Linked DNA regions of Mus musculus: all the other regions are linked to region 2. A link is a contact called in public Hi-C and Micro-C data. All regions are on one chromosome and are shown on one strand. The core of a region is the stretch at or near the end of the contact, and the rest is flanking DNA. Distances in the headings are between cores, read along the strand shown.

The links. A called contact is a pair of places that touch in the nucleus more often than the background predicts.
Region 1: a Hi-C map of B cells shows a contact between it and region 2, with 8 read pairs. The contact joins the promoter of Stk19 here to the promoter of Tubb5 in region 2. A contact is called at or near these places in 2 of 484 Hi-C or Micro-C datasets (B cells and olfactory sensory neurons).
Region 3: a contact with region 2 is called in a Micro-C map of embryonic stem cells. The contact joins the promoter of Zfp57 here to the promoter of Tubb5 in region 2. A contact is called at or near these places in 1 of 39 promoter capture datasets (cranial neural crest), 1 of 484 Hi-C or Micro-C datasets (embryonic stem cells) and 1 of 115 datasets of contacts at active chromatin or transcription factors (embryonic forebrain).

What each region holds. Positions count from the first base shown.
Region 1 is chr17:34,835,391-34,839,652 of GRCm38.p6, reverse strand. Stk19 (serine/threonine kinase 19) reads left to right here and starts at 2,750. Exons shown (of 7, transcript NM_019442.3): 1 at 2,750-2,876; 2 at 3,087-3,223. The coding sequence starts at 2,777. It overlaps Dxo (decapping exoribonuclease), which reads right to left and starts at 2,634. Exons shown (of 7, transcript NM_001163770.1): 1 at 2,437-2,634; 2 at 1,899-2,260; 3 at 1,517-1,752; 4 at 1,208-1,427; 5 at 970-1,105; 6 at 746-840; 7 at 467-666. The coding sequence starts at 2,254. The coding sequence ends at 516. Skiv2l (superkiller viralicidic activity 2-like (S. cerevisiae)) reads left to right here. Exons shown (of 28, transcript NM_021337.2): 28 at 48-427. The coding sequence ends at 248.
Region 2 is chr17:35,835,510-35,839,998 of GRCm38.p6, reverse strand. Tubb5 (tubulin, beta 5 class I) reads left to right here and starts at 1,698. Exons shown (of 4, transcript NM_011655.5): 1 at 1,698-2,002; 2 at 3,263-3,371; 3 at 3,726-3,836; 4 at 3,960-4,489. The coding sequence starts at 1,946.
Region 3 is chr17:37,001,170-37,005,744 of GRCm38.p6, reverse strand. It overlaps Zfp57 (zinc finger protein 57), which reads right to left and starts at 3,220. Exons shown (of 5, transcript NM_001013745.2): 1 at 2,968-3,220; 2 at 2,430-2,459; 3 at 842-948. The coding sequence starts at 859.

The DNA of each region.
Region 1 (4,262 bases), core at 1,501-4,000, 1.0 Mb after region 2:
CCATGCAAGACCTGGCACATTTAGTCTTCACTCTGCTCTTCCCATAGCCCTTCTCCGAGTTGGCAGGGCTCTCAGGGACCCCTGAGGGCTTGGTCGTCCGCTGCATCCAGCGTCTGGCTGAGATGTGTCGCTCGCTTCGAGGAGCAGCACGTTTGGTGGGTGAGCCTGTGCTGGGTGCCAAGATGGAGACGGCAGCCACCTTGTTACGGCGGGACATCGTCTTCGCAGCCAGCCTCTACACCCAGTAAAGGATGTGTGGATAGAAATGTAACAATAAGCTGGGTTGTAGTAGCAGCGAAGGGGCAGATAAATCTCTTTGAGTTTGATGCCAACCATGTTTTGAAAAAACTAAAAACAAACAAAAAAAACCCCCTAAAAACCCAAAAATATAAATAAAGAGCAAACCAGAGTGCTTGGAGTATGGTAACTTGGAACAGAGGTGACTCCATTCAGACACAGCAAGAGACCCACTTAGAAACACGCCTTTATTATCTGCACGGAGCCCAGACTTGTCCTCAGTCCTTGGGAGAGGGAGTCTTTGAGAGTGGTGGGAGGTCTTGGGTCATAGTCTCCACATACCATGAGGGCAGGAAGGCATAGGGTGCGTCACGATGGACAGACACAGTGACAGGGCCACCAGGTTCCCAGGAGAAGAGGTGGACAAGCCTGTGGAAGACAGAGGTGTGGGGTGAAGCCAGAGATTGAGCCGGGATCCAGAGGCAGTGCACAAACATGAAGGCCTTACCTGGGATCGTCCTGGACTACTGTGCTCTGGGCAAAGCTAAGGAAGGCAGCACAGAAGTTCATGCACACAGAGGGATTCCAGCCTTCTCGGTCATTCTGGAGGGGGCACAAGAGGCAGAAGACTGGGGGTGGAAAGAGGAAAAGGCAGGTGGCAAAGGGGCACTGGGTCTGAGGACTTGGTACAGGGGGTGGGGAAACAGATGGCCACTCTGACACCTGCCTTACCCTGACATTTTCAAACATCTCCATGGTAGGAAAGGTCTTTAAGGAACAGACGAAACCTTCTGGGTTCCGGAAGCCGGCAACAACATGTGGGACCCCCGGGAGGAACGACTGAGCCCACCATTTCAGCAACTTGTGTCTGACGGGAGAGGCAAAGGGTCAGCAGGACCCTCCACCCCCCCCAACCCCCCCCAACCCCCCCCCAACCCCCCCCCCCGTCAGTCCCGGCCCCGGCCAGAACCTGTAAAAGCTCCTCCACTGGCCAGGGCTGTGCATCTCCTTGGATGTCTTGAGCTCCACGTAGCAGGAGGGAGGCTGTGTGCAAGGAGCCTGGGGGTTCAGGCAGTCTACCTCCCCGGAGAACAGGAGAGGGTGGTTTCCCAGGCGGCTGCGTAGCACAGAGCAGTAGGCCACGTTGGTGTTAACTTCCCCAGAGGGGTCTGGGGAGCCTCCGGGTTTGTCTGCACAAGAAGAGAAGGCAGCAGCAGAGGAAGGGGATCTCGACCTCTGTGGAAGGGGAGAGGGACCGCACGGCTGCGACGACTCTCACCTGCGCACATGTACTGCTCAAATTTGTAGCCCATGTACATGAGCTCCCGGAGGAGGGGTGGCCGTGCAAGCCTCTGGGCCCGAGCAGCCGGGGTCTCCACCTCACTTAGGTACAGTGTCCCTTGGAACCGGGAGGCTGCCAGCTGCCAGCCCTCCTGCCGCTCATACGGCGTGGTCAGCAATTTTGTCAGGTGCCCTCTCCATGTCACCGTGGCCCCTGCCAGCCAGCCGGGACCCCTGGGAGGGAAGAATGCGGGGTTTATGGTCTGACTCGAGTTTTACTTCTGTTGACTCAAAGTCCCCACTAAAGACCATTTGGCTTTCCCAACTTCAGAAGAGAAAGCCGGGTCACCAGGTCAGCTTCTGCGTTGCACCGGGCTCACCCCTCCAGCTGGTTCCGGTGTTCCAGGACCCAGCGCAGCAAATGGTCCAACCTCTCTTGGACTTCCTCGTCCCGGGGCTGGTATCGGTCAGGGTATCCATCTCTGAGGTCAAAGTCCGGGCCTGGGCCGTTGATGGGAGGGGGGCTGTAGTAGCGGAGGGCTCGGGCATCTCCATGGTACTGGCGTTGTGCGTCCAGGGAGAAGCAGCCCAGTTCGGATGGACGCCGGTAGAACGGGAAGGGTCCCGAGTACAGAGAGGGCTGTGTCCGCAGTAAAGGGACTGCCCGGGGGAGTTTGTGCAAAGGCTTTTCCACCTCTGTCTTCTCCGCTTTTCTCTTAGTCCCTCTGGGTTCCATGAGGTCCTGCGAGGAAAGCGTTTCCAGTGGATAAGGAGCGAGTGAGCTTCCAGGTTTGGGCTCTGCGTGTCAGGAGCCGGGCGCCTCGTTCCCACCCACGGACCAACGAACGCGGCGAGCTTGAGGAGTTTGGGGGTTGAAGCTAAGACTTGGTTACCTCAAAGCTCCCCACCCTGACCGACCTCCACCTCCTCGAGGCTACGGCGTCAGGGCCGCACGTCAGAAGCCGGAGAAGGATGCAAACACGGAGTTGCTGTTTCTGATGACGCTCTCATCCGCCCTCAGCGTCGGAGTGGGCGAGGTCCGTCTGCACCGGAGCGGGAACCCAGGCGGGCCACTCGCGCCTCGGCGCGCCCCAGTGAGCGCTCTGGTCGGGAGCCAATCAGCAGCGGTGCGGGCGACGGAAGTGAGGCTGCCTTCGTCATCAAACTCAGACGACCAGCCAGAGGGCCCGTCGTCATTATTCTGTGCCGGAAGACGCGGTCTTCGGGACTCCTTTCCCGGAATCCTGAAATCCGGGTTATGAATCGCAAGAGACGGCTCCTGGCGTCTGAGGCTTTTGGGGTGAAGCGGAGGCGGGCGCCGGGGCCCGTGAGAGCGGATCCTTTAAGAACAAGAGCAGGTAACCATGGCAACCTGGGCGCGGAAAGCCCGAGGGTATCCACCCTTGGAGGAGGGGGGGGAGGAGGAGGAGGAGGAGGAGGACCTAGGGTAGTAACCATGGCAACCCAGGCGCTGGGCAGCGACTCTGAGGGCTGGGGCGTCCGAACCTCCGCGCTGTCTCCACCCTCGCTCTCCACCCGGACCTGACCACGCGCTTGCTCCACCACAGGCTCGGCGCGCGAGGCCATCGAGGAGCTCGTGAAGCTGTTTCCCCGGGGGCTGTTCGAGGATGCGCTGCCGCCCATCGCGCTGAGGAGCCAAGTGTACAGTCTGGTGCCAGACCGGACGGTGGCCGACCTACAACTGGTGAGCACCTTGGAGACCTTTGGCGTGTCCCCCCCCCACCAGCCCCGGCCCTCCGACCCGCAGCCTCGAGGGCACTCGCCAAGTCCCTGTCGCTCAGACACTCAGTCGTCCGTCAGCAGGCGTTAGGCCAAGGCAAATGCAGAGCAAATCCCAGGGGTTTGGAACTGCAGGCAGATGTCACATCTGACAGGTGATGGCTGTTAGAGAAGGTTAGTGAGCGCGGACAAAGGTGTACTGAAGGTCACCGGTGAGAGAGATTGACTGAAGGAGAGAGATGAGTCTAGTGTTAATTCCCAGATTTCCCAAGTGATCAGTTAGTGATTAGGGGATTGACTAGAGGAGGGAGGCACCGAGTAGCTGCTTGCCTGATGTGCGTACACTGAGTTGCAGATTATAGATGTATGAGACAGTGGGCTATGACGCTGCAGATCATTCTAGGCTGTGGTGCACAAGGCATAGGGGCTAAATGAGATACTTAGGGAGACTAGAGGAGTGATGTAACCTCGTGGCCAAGTTTAGAAGGCGATTGAAAGCCAGGGCCATGTCTCTTCACACAAAAAAAATCCACAGTGGGCAGATTTCAGTCTCTGTTTTATAGGAACTCTCAGACCTCTGCCTGAGTTGAAGGTCAGAACACTGTGAACGGCTCTCTGCTGCTACATACCTCTCTGGGCTCCTTTTAACTAGGGCAGTTCCTCCTTAGAGGCTGTCACAGATCCTTCTTGCTTAGCTTTGTCCTTATATTGTTACAGAGTTTCTGACCTTGATTCCTGCAGGTGACTTCTGACCTCCTCCTCAGGCCATGGCCCCTGTGCTTCCTTTTCTATAACTGTTTTTTTTTTTTTCTTTAAACAAAAAGCTTTCAGAGTTGCACAAGTTTTGTTTTAAGACAAGGTCTTAATTTGTAGCCCAGACTGCCTTAAACTTGATATTCTCCTGCTTTCATCTCCCTAATGCTGGGGTTTACAGTAGTCAGAAGGTTAACTAGAGGGAGTCTCTTCTTTCTTTGGAGAGGGGAGGATTGAACTTGGGTCAGCAG
Region 2 (4,489 bases), core at 449-2,948:
GTGACAGAAATTGAACCTGTTCTGAGAAGGGCAAATTCTCTTAATTGCTGAGCCATCTCTCTAGCCCCACGTATGTTGTGTTTCCAAGACAGGCTCTCATTTTGTAGACTAGGTTAGCCTCCAAAGTGCAATGATCCTTCTGTCTCAATATCCGTATTTCTTGGGAGTTTGGGCAGGCACAATCTAATTTTTCCTTTCTATTTGTTCATTTAGAGACTGAAGCTAAAGCTTGTACCTCAAGCTGTCTAGGTAGCCTCTAGGTAGCCGGTGTTGACCTTGAACTTCCCTTGCCTTCTAGTCAGAATTCGGGGACTAATCATGTGAACCACTCTTGCTCTAATTAATCATTTTGTATCCCTTTAAAGCTTTGAGGATACTTAGTAATTTTCGAAACCCTGGAAAGAGAACATTAAGGCCTCTAACTTGAGCCCATTCAATCAACTCCCTTCTTCCTGCTCAGTTCCAGCACATTGCCACAGACTCACCTAATGAATAAAATCATTTAACTGGAAAAACAAACAAATCCCCTTGCTTCAAGCAAGTGTCTGAGAGAGGGAGGCACTGTCTAAAGACTGACATTCTCTTAGTCTGTCCACCCTACAGCCTGTCCTGACAGGATGACCAGAATGTCTTCAGCGTCGTCTGAAAGGCCCAAATCCCACGCAGATTTTACATACACCTTCTGTCTTAGGCAGGATTTCCATTCCTGCACAACCAAGAAGCAAGTTGGGGAGGAAAGGGTTTATTCAGCTCACACTTCCACATTGCTATTCATCACTGAATGAAGTCAGGACTGGAACTCAAGCAGGTCAGAAAGCAGGAGCTGATGCAGAGGCCATGGAGGGATGTTCTTTACTGGTTTGCTCAGCTTGCTCTCTTATAGAACCAAGACTACCAGCCCAGAGATGGCCCCACCCACAATGGGCCCTTCCCCCTTGATCACTAATTGAGAAAATGCCTTACAGTTGGATCTCATGGAGGCATTTCCCCAACTGAAGCTCCTTTCTCGGTGATAACTCCAGTCTGTGTCAAGTTGACACATAAAACCAGCCAGTACACCTTCATTCTTTTGGGACATCAGCTCCATGCAGTTTTCACCACGATCTTTGCAATTTTGTTTCTCTTTTGAAAATCCTTGAGACAACTCCCTTGGAAACAGAAGGGTAATTCTTTCTTCTGGAGGGATGCGAGGGAGCTGTGCCTTACTGAAATTCCTGTCTTGGGATCACAAAGAACTAGATACTGTGTATCAGGGAAGGACAACATAGTTCTCAGGATTTTCCGCTGAGCTATGCAGTCTGGCTTTTCTAGACCTACTGCGGTGGGCAGCTGGCAGGGCGTGTCCAACACACCTTCCAACTCTGGCACCTCAGATCTCCTAATTACTACATTTCTCCAAACCTCTTTTAGTACAAAATCCTCTCTCAGAATAGAAAATAGGAATCTCGTGTGAGGACATTTTTCATGAAAAAATAAAATCACACACACACAAGATAACCCCAATTCCTCATACAGTACCCACCCATTCCTAACTTCTTTTTGCAGCGTGGACAACAATAGAGAACTACAACTCCCAAAAAAGACTGCGCTCGCCACTGGCTCAGAAACCAATGGCCGCCTGGCACGTGATCGGTTGGTCTAATCAGCGACTGGTTGGGTAGGCTTTGTCTAAGACCCGGGGCGCCCGCCTATCTCCCGCCCCCGGCCGCGCGAACGCGAGCCCCGCCCTGCGCGCCTTCCCTCCTGCGCTCGCCGGCCTCTTCTGCCTCTTAGAACCTTCCTGCGGTCGTGCTTGCATCTCGCTGCTGCAGCCTCCCGGGCTCCGGTCCATCCTTTCAGTCTGAGACCGGCCCAGAAGAAAAAAACCCCAAAAACCTTAATTTTCTTTCTTGTTCGGTACCTACATTGGAACCATCAAAAACAATTATTTCAGTAAACCGTAGCCATGAGGGAAATCGTGCACATCCAGGCCGGACAGTGTGGCAACCAGATCGGTGCTAAGGTAAGGACTTTAAAATTTTAGCTGAAATATGTAAAGATGAGAATTCTGTGTTAATTGTGAGCATTGTTCACGGAGTTCTTGCATTCTCCACCCGTCAGATTTGGCCCCTCAAAGTTTTTCACGTATAAATATAACCCATATTTGTAGCTAGCGTTCTGATATTGAAAAATGAGGAAATGTTTTTCTTGGCACATTTTCGGAAAGCTAATAAAAGAGCCTTTCGAGTTTAGGGAAAAGGAGAGGCTGAGGGACTGTGAAGAGCTGGTCTTAAAAGGGGTTTTCTAACGGTTCGAGGACTGGAGGGATGCGGAAACGATCCGAGACAAAGCCGAGGCGAGGTTTTCCCCTTGCGCCACCCCCACCCAGCCTGGAGGGCTCTACTGGAACAGAATGGAGGGGGGAAGGGGCGAGGTTTGGCGGGCAGCTGCAGAGGTGCCCGGTGCGCATTACCTCTCAACAAAGGCTTGGACACTCCATCGAACCCGCCATCCCAATGCTTTTTTTAGGTAATGACTCTGTATAGGGGCCTACTTTTACTTTTCATTGCCCTTTAGGGTGTGAGCGGTATGAAAGTGAGCTTTTCAAATATGTGAGACTGTCTGGGAGACTAAGGAGAGGGAAGGAAGGGAATAAAGATAGGCAATGGGGCTTTTTAAAGATTTTTCCCCCTTTTTTGCTAGCAATTAACAATGTAGCGGGGGAGGGGAGGGAGGAAGTGCGGCCGCTAAATTGTAGCCGAAGGGTGGGACCCTTTGGGGGCGGGGTTGGAGCCCCTGGCGCGCAGGGACAATGCGGCCCCTACCCGCGGGGGCGCACTGGCCCCGCCCCTCGAGCTAGGCCCCGCCCGCGCTGCTCCCGCCTTTGTGGTTTGCTGGAGGAGCGGCCCGCCACCGCAGTCACGTGGAGCACGTAAGGGGTGGGCGACTGCAGTGGCCGCACCTTTCTCCCCCAACTCTTTTGTGCTGGCCTGGAAGGGCGGTTCCTGGCTTCAGGAGCCAACCTGGGTGCAAAGCCAAATAGGTGGGCTCCAATCCGCCCACATAGAGGTTTATAGCGCCTGACCCACCCATCACCGGTCCTATGCCGAAAGGTTTTAGCCTTCCATCGCGTAGGTTCCTCCATGGGACTTCCGCAAGCAGATAACGGAATTGCAGTGTCTTCACCTCAGCCTCGTTTCAGCGTGTCTGGAATTGAAATGAGGGGCGGGAGGCATGCCTTAGGACTTGAGACATTGAGGCCTCGTTGCTCTTCCCTGTGCAGTTCTGGGAGGTGATAAGCGATGAACATGGCATCGACCCCACCGGTACCTACCACGGTGACAGCGACCTGCAGCTGGACCGAATCTCTGTGTACTATAATGAAGCCACAGGTGAGGGCAGAAATCCCCACTTAACATTTATTCCCTGTCCCCTGTATTGGACAGTGAGCCCAGATGAATGCATCACTGGCTGCCCTGGAACTCCCATAGATCGTCTACCTCTCAAGTGCTGGGTTTAAGGAGAGCATCACCACGCCCTGTTTTTCCACACTTCTAAGTATCTATTACCCCTCTGCATGGTTCCCATTTTTTTTTCCCTAGACTCACACCCTAAGGGACTAAAGATTAGCTCTACTGCCACCAGGTGGTAGTGCCTGGAATGACAACTTTAGTGCTTTGTGGCTGATCTCCCACCCAGAGGTAATGCATTGCTGATCCGTCAAACATTGACTTGAATTCCTGCAGGTGGCAAGTATGTCCCTCGAGCTATCTTGGTGGATCTAGAACCTGGGACTATGGACTCCGTTCGCTCAGGTCCTTTTGGCCAGATCTTCAGACCAGACAACTTCGTTTTCGGTGAGTTAGGTGGAATCGATTTCTATTTGCTCAACTGAATTATTCCAGTCGTTGAAAGATTAAGAAGTATTTGTGTTTCTCTCATATCTTAGTGATTAAACCTTTTCCCTTACTGCATTCCAGGTCAGTCTGGGGCAGGCAACAACTGGGCTAAAGGCCACTACACAGAGGGAGCTGAGTTGGTTGACTCTGTCTTGGATGTGGTGCGGAAGGAGGCGGAGAGCTGTGATTGCCTGCAAGGCTTTCAGCTGACCCACTCACTGGGTGGAGGCACTGGCTCTGGCATGGGCACCCTGCTCATCAGCAAGATCCGGGAAGAATATCCTGACCGTATCATGAATACCTTCAGTGTGGTGCCCTCGCCCAAAGTGTCTGATACCGTGGTCGAGCCCTACAATGCCACCCTGTCTGTCCATCAGTTGGTTGAGAACACGGATGAGACCTACTGCATCGACAACGAGGCCCTCTACGACATCTGCTTCCGTACCCTCAAGCTCACCACGCCAACCTACGGAGACCTGAACCATCTCGTCTCGGCCACCATGAGCGGCGTCACCACCTGCCTCCGTTTCCCGGGCCAGCTTAATGCTGACCTTCGAAAGCTGGCTGTCAACATGGTGCCATTCCCACGTCTCCACTTCTTCATGCCTGGC
Region 3 (4,575 bases), core at 1,971-4,470, 1.2 Mb before region 2:
GGAGGAGAGGGGAGAGGGGAGAGGGGAGAGGGGAGAGAGGAGGGGAGGGGAGGGGAGGGGAGAGGAGCCTATGAAGGATTCCAAGGTGGTATGGGAGTTAGAGATCTTGCAATTCCTTTTTTCTGTTGTTTGGCCTGGGACAATCTGGGGTTCTACCAGATCCACAGGTGGGTAAAAGACCTCAACATGAACCAAGGTTCAAGAGAATCTAGGGCCTGCCACTTCCTTTACCGGACCATCTCCTTTCTGCTGTTGGATTTCACTAGTAATCTCTCCATGTTAAGTCCTCTATTTTGCTCTACCTGTGTTCTGAGAAATCTCTCACTGAACCTGAAGCTCTTCAACTCAACAAGAATATCTGGCTAGAAAGCCTCTGGGATTATTCTGCTGACCTTGTCTGTCTGTCTGTCTTCCTTCCGTTTGTTTTAATGTGGAGACTGAAGATCCCACATTGGGTCTTCAACTTTGTGCAACAAGTACTTTACAACATGCCGAGCCATCTCCCCAGTCTTTCCACCCATAATCTTTCTTTGGGGCTTCTATAGAGCAGCTAACATACTACCTACCCCATGGAGCAGCATGTCTTTAGTGGTGTCTCTTTCTACTTTTAGAGCCTTCTGGTCTGGATCCCAAGGCTAATGGGACTCTATATTTCCCAGGCACTGGGCAGTTGGAGGGTTCCTACATGAGCCCCAGAATTTGATACTGCTTCTTATAACAAAAGTATCTACTCTAAAAAAGGTTGTCTTCCTTGATGGTTCAACTGTCCAAATTCTCCTTTCATGATTGACAGCTTTAGTTCCCTCAAAGCCCAGGCCATAGAATTCAGGGCTCTGATTACCTGTTTCCTAGCTGCCATTGTTTGGTAATGCCAGGCTGGTCCTAGGCGTTTGACTTCTATTCCAGACTGCTTCTAGCCACAATTTGTTGGTGCCCACTTCTAGAAATCTAAGGTTTAAGAAAAATAGATAATATCAGCAAAGGGAGAGAGTAAGGAATAAGTGCCTCCGTAGCACCCAGTTACTAGCTTCCTGCACTGTGGTAGAGCCTTCTCCGCAGTACCAAGAGAGGTAAATTGGCTCCATTTTCACAAACCTCAAGAATAAGCGTTAAGTCATCCATTCTAGGATGTGTGATCCACGGGAAAGTAAAGTTTAATTCTAGATTCAGTACCACTGAAAAGTACATACCTGAATGCGTCACATACCACTCTGAGTTTTGTCTCTTCATCCTCTGACTTGATTTCACTGGAAAGATGAGAGCTTATATCTCTTCCAGGACCAGAAATTAAAATATAGATTCTGTGATTTGAATGTGTGTGTGGTATCCTGGGGCTCAAACCTAGAAGCTTATGCCTGCTAACCAAGTGCCACTGAGCCTTATGCATACCCCTAGCTCCATGACTTCAATGTTTAATATATAGATACGATATTTCCAATGGACCTAGCCTTTGATGACCTCTTAAGCTGAAAATGTCACTAGGTCAGAAATGCAAGTAATATGCCTACCGAACAGAACCTTATAGCTTAGTAACAAAGTACACTGACAGTGTGTAGTTTCCTTTCCTGATCTACTAGCTGTCTGGAAAGTGTAGCCTGTGACTACTACCCAGCATAAAGGACTATCAGAGTATCTATCTATCCCTATGCACCACATAGTACTAGTCTAGGGACGAGTTAAATCAAACCCCAAAATAAGCTGTCTGACTATGTAAGGCCATCCCATCATTTTGGATCATTTTAAGTCTTGGCAGCGTGAGTCCAGTATCACATGTACAGCACAGTGATAACAACCCAATATCATTTAAATTCTTTGTTCACTCTGAAATTTTTTTAATTTCTATTTCTCCTCTCTAGATGCAGGGAAGCATAAAGGCACAGAGACTCGTGGCCCTTTCTTTTCCTCTCAATTCTTTTGCTACGTGAAAGTGCCAGCAAGGAACAAGGCATTCAAGGAATCGCTAGCTCTGATCCCCAAAAAAGTTGCCAGGAAAGCTGCATTCTGAGGTTGATTTTCTTCCTTCCTTCTGTCTGTCTCACCTCTCATTATTCTTCCGTTGGAAAAAAAAAAAAAAAAAAAAACATTCCAAACAGTGTCTTCCAGGACCTGTCCATACAGTTCTATGCTAGTGTCTTCCAGGACCTGTCTTTAACCATTCTCAGCAAAGACCCCTTTATCAACAAGTCTTAACAATAGCATAAAGATGCGTGGTGACCTAGACGATTACCTAAACACTAGGAAGGCTGAGACAGGATCTCCGGGAGTTCTAGGACAGCCTGGGCTACAGAAAGCATAAAACATCATCAACAACAGCAGCAGGAGCTGCTGCACATTCACACAAAGCAGGGAGTGGTCTTTAATATAGATACAGGCTGATTAAGGAGACTGACAGGTGTTGGGTACCTCCATCCACCTCCTCACTCATTTACCTCTGATTGTTCTTTCCTGGTGCAGGAGCCCTGAGAAGGCAAGAGACTAAATAAGACTTGGCTGTTGATTGGCCGGAGGTCAGGTCCCGTCCCTCCCGACTCCCACCCCCCTGGCATGGGAGATGGGCCAGGCCTGGCCTCACCCTTCCACTGGGTAAATTTCTGGAGGGACTGTGCAGACGTCTCTCAACCCTGAGTGCACTCCTCCAACTAAAGCCCATTCATTGTTTCACAAATCTGAGGAGTCAGCCCCAATAGCACAAAGGAAGCTAAGACAGGAAGATCAGGCAAACTTGCCACAATACACCCCGTCTGTCCGGCTCTCTAAAATCTGTGGCCCCGCCGCTCTCACGCACAATCTGACAAGAAATGCCCGCCGGCTTTGCCCGGTCAGCCCCGGTCCCAGACTCTAATCCCCCGAGGTTTCAGCCACGTGAGCCTTTCCACCGCGGAGCCAGGCGGCTTCTCCCACCCAGGTGTCGGGCCCTCGTGGCTCCACCGAGGGAGCGGCTCCACCCGGGTCCCCGCACGCTCTCACCGCGCTCGACAGCCCTACTTGAGGCTCGGCAGTCCTGCCGTTCCCAGCGCTCGGCTTCTGAGCCGTAGCCTCGGACCACAGCCACACAAAGGGCTGGGCGCGCGTTCCAGCCTCGACCAGAACGCAGCGGCGTGAAACCCAGGAAGGGGCCCTTGCCAGAAGTCAGGAATCCGCTACTTTGTCCCTCTGCTTCCGTTCTGCTCCGTCCGCAGGTAACACATCTCAAGTGGCTGTCTGCCAAGGTCAGAAATTTAGATCTGAAGAAGCCCAATGCCTGAATGCCACGCCTTCTCGTCCCGCCTACTGTTGGTCTTCACTGGTCTCAGCTGCGCTAGGAAATTCCATTTCCTAAGATAAGTATTTACTCCTGGGGTGGGGAATGGGAGTGGGGGATGGGGGTAGGGGGTGGTGGGAGGGACGGGTGACTCAATTTCCGTAATTCCTTGTACTAGGCAGCTGAAAGTGAGTTCCACGCCTGCCTGGGCTACACAGTAAAACACACACACACACACACACACACACACACACACACACACACACACACACACACACACACACACACACACAAATAAAATAAGGTAAGACTAAAGAAAAACTGGAACACTTCGCAGACAAGTAAAGTGGGCCGTGGAGCAACATCTTAGCTAAAGTAAAATCCAAGAAAGCACAGGAGACTTAGACTATAGTTACAGGATAGCTCAGTAGTTAGAGAGGATTCCAGGACACCTAGCACAGAGAGACCTGTAACCAGGGAACCCCACACTCTTCGTTTGGTACCATCCCATATGTGGCATTCACTCATACAGACTCAGGACAATAAAAATAATGATTAAAAAAAAAAAGATACAGACACTTCACAGGTATCACATCACGGTCAAGTCGTATTAGTGTTTCACATACCAAATTCACTTCAGTCTCTCTCTGTAATCCTTTCTTTTGTTTGTTTGGATTTGTTTTTAATAAGTTCCATTGGAATTATAACACTTAACCCAGGTCTCAGGCAGCCAAAGCACAAACATAGTTGGGGAGGGTGATAGGAAAGTATAGAAGGTACTAGGTTGCTGGGTGGTGGTGGCGCTCGCCTTTAATCCCAGCACTTGGGAGGCAGAGGCAGGCAGATTTCTGAGTTCAAGGCCAGCCTGGTCTACAAAGTGAGTTCCAGGACAGCCAGGGCTATACAGAGAAACCCTGTCTCGAAAAACCAAAAAAAAAAAAAAAAGAAGAAGAAGAAGGATTGAAGCAATCCATATGTAACAGGCCTGTAGTGAGGTAAAAGAACAAACAAACAAACAAAAACCACGCTTTCCGTCAATAATGAACTGTTTCTCACCCTGACTTCAAATTACCTTATTTACAAAACTGAGCAACCATAATTAGCTGATTTAGGTTCTTCAACTTTAAATAAATAAATAATTTATTTATTTATTATTTACTTACTTTCTTAGAGACAGCTCTTCCTAGGAACTCACTATGGAGCCATGCTGACCTTGAATTCAAGACCCCCTCGACTCAGTGATTGAGTGTATACTGGCTTCTGGTCCTTAATTCTTGAGGTGGAAACACCATGTTGGCCAGCAGGTAGCCCCAGCACACAGTCAAACACTATAG